Regions from separate parts of the Danio rerio genome. Here region 1 is linked to region 2. The links are chromatin contacts, called in public Hi-C maps. All regions are on one chromosome and are shown on one strand. Each heading gives the region's core, a stretch centred on a gene start, on an enhancer-like site or on the middle of the called end of the contact. The rest is flanking DNA. Distances are from core to core; before and after follow the strand shown. Region 1 overlaps si:dkey-238i5.2. Region 2 overlaps nacc1b (nucleus accumbens associated 1, BEN and BTB (POZ) domain containing b).

Evidence for each region. Hi-C and Micro-C count contacts between places; a contact is called where the count stands out from the background.
Region 1: a contact with region 2 is called in a Hi-C map of embryo, with 1.8 times the contacts expected there. The contact joins two enhancer-like sites. A contact is called at or near these places in 5 of 18 Hi-C or Micro-C datasets (caudal fin, embryo, hematopoietic stem cells and 1 more) and 1 of 4 datasets of contacts at active chromatin or transcription factors (caudal fin).

The regions. Positions count from the first base shown.
Region 1 is chr11:33,562,290-33,565,409 of GRCz12tu, reverse strand. si:dkey-238i5.2 reads right to left here. Exons shown (of 19, transcript XR_012387222.1): 17 at 1,505-2,224. Among named protein-coding and RNA genes, the nearest start is that of si:dkey-238i5.2, 26 kb to the right of the region's middle. Within about 2 kb of position 1,774, at least 5 of the 62 cell types and tissues checked have an H3K27ac peak or open chromatin away from gene starts, as enhancers often do.
Region 2 is chr11:33,466,166-33,469,709 of GRCz12tu, reverse strand. The region is part of intron 5 of nacc1b (nucleus accumbens associated 1, BEN and BTB (POZ) domain containing b); the gene reads left to right. Among named protein-coding and RNA genes, the nearest start is that of trmt1, 20 kb to the left of the region's middle. Within about 2 kb of position 1,294, at least 28 of the 62 cell types and tissues checked have an H3K27ac peak or open chromatin away from gene starts, as enhancers often do.

The sequences.
Region 1 (3,120 bases), core at 525-3,024, 95 kb before region 2:
TCTCTTAATATTTTTTTTTTAATTCTATTAATTTAAATCTGTAAATTCAGATGTAATTAAAACAATAGTTATTAAACTAAAATTGTTATGAATATATAAATCTTTTAAAATAATGATAATAAATAATCTTGATTAAAGTCAGACAATTTTGTCTTTTCAGAAGACATATAGTGACCTTAACTTGACCTTAATGACCTGAAGGAACATTTTTGTAGCATCAGAGATGTGTCACTTTGTTCACAGTTGATTGGTGGAGTAAACCAGAACCAGGCCCGGATTAAGAATTCAGAGGCCCCTGGGCACAATGTATTGTACCTGACTGCACCTCTATAGTTGAATTAAAAAATAAGATTATTATCATAGTTTTTAAAAAATTAATCTATAATGTATTGCCCGCATTTATTAAATAAATAATATACACTACATATATATTTTAGTCTATAAAGATTTAACTTATTTTTAAAGCATTTAAAGCACACTTTGAAAAAAAATACTAACATTTACATTTAAGGGTATTTTTAATGTATAACTTCTACAAATTTATAATACATATGATTCGGATATAACATCTTTAATCCAGTTCAGTTCTATGAATCTGAGTCCTCCATAATACACACACTTGATTCCTACTTGTCTTCCTCGTGATGAAGAGTAGGCAAAATCTGATAAGTAGTGGGGGTAAAAAAGAAGAGTAAGTTCATCAGATCGATCATGATCGATCATGTCAAAACATGTTGCCATGTGCTGTACAAGCCACACCACTCATGCTGCTGTTTGCCGCTCTCTTTAGTTATGTTGTGTCTGTTAATCAAACGGTGATGGGCCAGAATTAATCTAATTGCTCATTCCAACTAGGTGTGCTATTTGCACTTAGCCTAAACAGACACTACACAATCTGCGTTTTTCGCCTCTTGCAGGAGCCCCAAGTGCACACGGGCCACTGGGCCTGTCCCCATAATGCCCTTTGATAAATCCAGCCCCGACCAGAACATAACCTGTGCTTGAGCAAGTTAGTGGTGTTACAATGGCAAAAAAAGTGATTGAAGTCAAGATGCCTTCATAGTACCTAATCTAAAGGCTGGTGCAAAACTAAACCGAAACTTAACTTGGTAGCCAGCTAATCTGGCTTCATGGTACAGGCTCTAGTTGATAACAGCCCACACACAGTTGTAATCGAATAAATGTTATGGCTCTTAAATGCATACAGTACATACACAGCTGTGAAGGCAATAGCCATAGCATGACTAATATGATTGCATGCCAAGTTAATAAATCCTATATGGCATGTGCAGGCTTCACAGTGCATTATTTCGATGCACACCACCAGGAGGCATTTCAAAGCCACGCCATGGAAAATTAATCATGAGGTCATTGTTTTACCACATGGGACAGGATGTACAGAGCAGGGAGAATAATAAGCACATGCATGTCTGGTTTGTGTGCAAGCTTTGAGCTTAGACTGGAATGTGTCTGAAGTTAACACGCGTTTTGAAGTCTTACTTACTCTGTGAGTGACTTCCGCTGCCACTTCGTGCCGCAGGTGGTCGTCACTTTGGTTTGTTTCAGGATTGTCGCGTGCTGATTTTTGTCTCCATTCTTGGTTGTTGCACGGTGATTGAGGGTTTTGGGTTGGATGTATGACTGATACGGGATCAGTGTCTGGTAATAACTGCAGATTAGATTGGATGGCGGAGTGCAAATTCTCTGTTAGGTGGTTACAAAATGATGATTCAGTGTTACTTAGTCTTGATGTTTTCTGTTTGCTTGGTGACCGGACTGGTTTCCCTTGGTTTTTGTTTTGCTCAAGATTCCCACAAGATGTCATTTGTTTTGTCTCTTTAGTCATGACTGATTCATTCATCCATTTGGCCTGAAGCAATTCTTGTGACGGTTGTGTTTGTGCTGAGTTTTTGTCCTGTGGTTGATGTATGTCTGTCTGGACACTGCTTGTTGACTCTTCTTGTATTTCGTTGTTGTTGTTGGGTGACCATTGCTTTGTCACTTGGTTGATGCCTGAAGACTGTTCATCAAAGCTCAAAATGAGACAGATGCTTGAACCTAGGGATGTCTTTGAAACACAGGGCTCTTGACTAACCCCACTGGACACGCTTCCATCATGCTTTCCAATCTGTTGCTCCAAGTTGTTGTGAGATGGCTGTGTTTCAATAGTACTTCCTTTGACCTCTCCATTTAAAAAGCAGACAGGATTTTTGAAAGGAACAGCCTAAACAAGGAAACATAGATGCAATCAAAATGTAAAACACAGGAAAAATATTTTACATAAATTCTAATTTGTTTTAAATAATAAAAAAAACATATTGCCCAATTTTAAATTGTTATATTTGTATGTATTTAAAATAAAAACATTTGATTTATAAATGAGGGATGCACATAGCATCAGTTTAAAAAAGCATGATTCTCATAAAATAAAATAAAATAAAATAAAATAAAATAAAATAAAATAAAATAAAATAAAATAAAATAAAATAAAACAAAATTAAATAAAATTAAATAAAATTAAATAAAATTAAACTAAAATAATTAAATTAAATTCATTGTCTATCCCACAGGGGTTAGAAAATTAATAACCAACGATCTAAGACTCATAGATTGCTTGAGAACATTCACTTTCACTCGCACTACAAATCCTGTCATGCACCACACACACACCTGTTCCAGTTCTCCTTTGATTACACACACAGCTGGGAGCTGCTCAAGGACGGATTACACAGATTATATATTCAGCGCACACACAGAGACTTTGCTGAGTCTTGTTTATCTGTGAGCATAACAATGTGTTTTTTCCTTGTTTAGCCTAGCTGTGTATTCAACCTTTGTTTAGATTCACTGCTGCCTGTACCGACAATTCGCCTGTTCTTTGACAACGATTTTGGATTGCTCTGCATGTACCTGTTTGACCCTGTTGACTTTTGTGGTGGGCAAAGTGAGGCTTCGTGAAACACTGAAACAGTTGAAGCAAATGATTCGAAGCTTCTAAACGTTTCGAAACTCGTCTTTACTGATACCTAGTGGTCATTTATTATGTATTGCTCTGGAACAGCTCCAGCAAAGAAACAGTTAAGCAAATTGAGGAATTATACCCCATATTGTAAAGTTGAA
Region 2 (3,544 bases), core at 45-2,544:
CATGTCTATACTGCACTTTAATAATGCGACTAAAATAGGCATATAGGCATGGTAGATTCTTCATCAGAGTATTGTCTTAATCAAATTAAAATAGGATTATTGGTGTTCATGTAAACTTAGCCATTGGCTTTCCATCGCACGGACAAAAATATTACTTAAAATATCTAATATATAATGACAATTATTCAAATTTAATTCTTGGAAAATTATTCCTTTTAAATTCCTTATGTTATACAGTCTCTTCAGGATTTTGCAGGGACTATTTTTAATATATGCAGCCTACAATCACTGATTTTCTCACAACTTTCCTCAAATGTTGCCATTATAAGCTGCAATTCATGGGTTTTGCTGTAAAAAATACACAATTTTATTTATATATTTGACCTCAAGATATATTGGGGTCACAAAATCCTGGAGAGACTGGTTATTAGTGCTTGTATGATAAACATTTTTATATTTCTGAATACAAAGTGCAACCAACAAATGTTCTTTTTTCGCAGTGTCTAGTTTACCACCACAGCTTCCCCCCCTAGTTTTAAAGACTGCAAAATAAACATGACCATTGTAGATATTTGCACTGATGCACAATATGCAAGTGCTAGACTTCGAAACTGAATATCTAATAGCAGAAAGCCCACAAAACTTATATTTCTAAACTTCGAATTTTGAGTGAATTATCCCAAAGTTACTTTTGAAAAATGGCAGCCGAAGTCTGTCAATAGACTGCACTGGGCCAGACATGAGCTGTTTTTACCTCTTAGCCACGTGGTACGATCCTGAGAGACTGCACCAAGTCTTAATCACAGTACGATGGGATGAGAATGAGATATTTGCACAGAAAATCTGAACCAGACTGTTCGGCACTGCCTTAAAGAGTGAAAGTTGGTGCTCGGGTGTCTGTGGCAGACAGAAATGGTGGGAAGGCAGTGCACAGAAAATGCCTGGATGAGTCTGTATGTATGCATGCATGCGTGCTACTTTTGAGCCTCTTTTTCATTTCCATTTTTGGAGACTTGTATGCTAATGTCTGTGCATTCATGCGAGGAGGCTGACAGGAAAGCGAGAGCGTGCGCCAAAGGCATGCTTTTAATGTGTGTGCATTTGTTTATGCGAACGTGCTCTAATGTGTGCGAGTCTGGCTTTTGTGTGCCAAATGCATGTCTGATAGAGAGTGTGTGTGGGTGGTGTTGGTGTGTGTGTGTGTGTGTGTGTGTGTGTGTGTGTGTGGAGTATGTGTGGGTTAACGGGTGGGTGGGTGTTTGGTATGTGTGTATGCAGAGATCAGAGAGCTGTGTTTGTTTTCGTCTGACTCAGAGAGAGAGAGAGACGTACAGTGCAGACGCAAGCAGAGAGGGGAGGGAATGTATTGCTGAGGAGATGGATATGCACACACTCACACACACACACACACACGCACACACGCACACACGCACACACGCACACACGCACACACGCACACACACACACACACACACACACACACACACACACACACACACGTTTAAACACACAACTGGTGCAGTCAGCCATTTCCCAAATGGAGGCATCAAATTGTACGCTTTGATTAAACAAATATTCATCTCGCACTGACTCCTAGTCTGGTTTGGCTCAATTAGTTTTGTTTCTTCACTGTGGTATTACCATGAAATTAAAATGAAAGAGTTCACGCAATGATTATTATTTCCTGTTATTTTGCTCACCCTGGGAACATCAATTCAGTCACGCTTTTTTCTATAGCGCTTTATACGATGTAGATTTTACGAATTAAGAAGTCATGACATTGCAGTTTGTGGGACATGTTCAGCATACCAGGCAGGTTAATGAGGAGTGGTAGTAGAACACTTATTAAGGTTAAAATGCAGGATATACAGATTAATATGCAAGGTTACTGTTAAAGCTTATGTGAAATTAAATAATTTTTAAATATTTTAGTTTTAAGGACAACTATTAGCTAGTGTGCTCCAAAAAAAGTGACAAAATTTGTGTTTAGAAGATCTAAATCAAATATAAACATGTAAAGCTTGTAGTTTGTCACTTCCGCTTAAATCGATCAAAGATTTTTTCCCCTCATCACCTCATACTACATTTTCTCATCAAATTGTGACCAATCAAATGCTCTCTAGTATCTGACATGCCCCCTTTAAGATGCTTTTTGGCTGTTTTTCAATATGGTCATCATCAACTGCAAAAGGTCAGTTCCAAAACTCAAGATCGCAAGAACGGAGAATGTTGGAAGTTCCTGTGTTCTTGATATCGAGGATGCGTCAATGCATACTTGAGAGCAAAACTTGCTTGAGAAATCAAAGAAGTCATTGCGGCTGAATTAAAGAGGTGTGAAGCGTAGCGTTTTAAATAGATTTATTATTAAAGTTTAGAGATATAACTTATTTATCTCAGGAGTTTCCCTAAATGAAACATTCAGAGTAAACATTACCATGAAAATCTTACTAAAGGCTTAACCGCCTTAAGGGTGTTTATTTGCTGAAATTCATGTTAAAATCTGTTTTATGTGTATTGTTCACTGTACATTTGTAAAGTTTTTGTGCATTTTATATATTTTGAAAAGGGGAAAACAATAAATGAATAAATGCTGTAATGTTTAAATAATTTTCCTATTTTAAATACGTAACCATCAGGAAGAACGCAGCATTTCATTTCTCACAGGATGCGTTTCTGTTTTCGCGATCTCCAGAGTTAGTTCTTCCAGGGTGATCTGGCAAGACTGCTCTCCACATGAACGCAAGTTCAATCTCTGCGTTCTTGCAATTGAGAAACAGCCATCATTTGATTGGCTTGAGCTCAACCACTCTCACTGGCAGAGCTGTAATAAAACATAATGCTATTGGCTAAGGCTTTAAAAGGGAAGGAGCTATGTCCCACCCTATCTCATGTTTTTTTTTCAGTTAAAATTACGTTAATGTTTAATTTAATAAAAAATGCATATTTCAAAGCACTTCACGGGACCATTATGGGTGATCCACGGAAGTGCAGCTCCACCAAAATGGAGGAACATTCAAGATTTATTTTTTTTTCATCAGTAAAAAATTAAAGCTGAAACTGTGGCCCTTTTAGATTTTAAAAAACGCAAGTAAACTACTCTCGCACCAAAAAATAAAAAATAAAATAACATATTACATGTATTGACCTTATTCTTTAATGCAGAAGTGCACTCGTTTTTGCGATTGTTTTAGAATTTTTGATTCAGTTGCCTATGGGAGAAATGATTAGGAATAATAATCTGCAGAAAACGGTTAAACTATTTGCTCTACAAACAAGTTTGCATGATTATACAGACACAGCAGAATCATATAATAAGAAATATCAATTTGCAACAAGTAGCATAACAAGCGGTATTTAACGTCTAAAAATATATGGAAGTGAATAAGACCGGAAGTCTTGAGCCAAAAAGATACACAGAGAATAAGGTGAATACAAGCAAAATCAAATTATATTGGTGTCCCCCTTATGATATACTGAGGCCTTACTACATTACCAAGGATGACAGTTTCAGCTATAAACGTCTTTAATGTGCTACTGAAGAAAC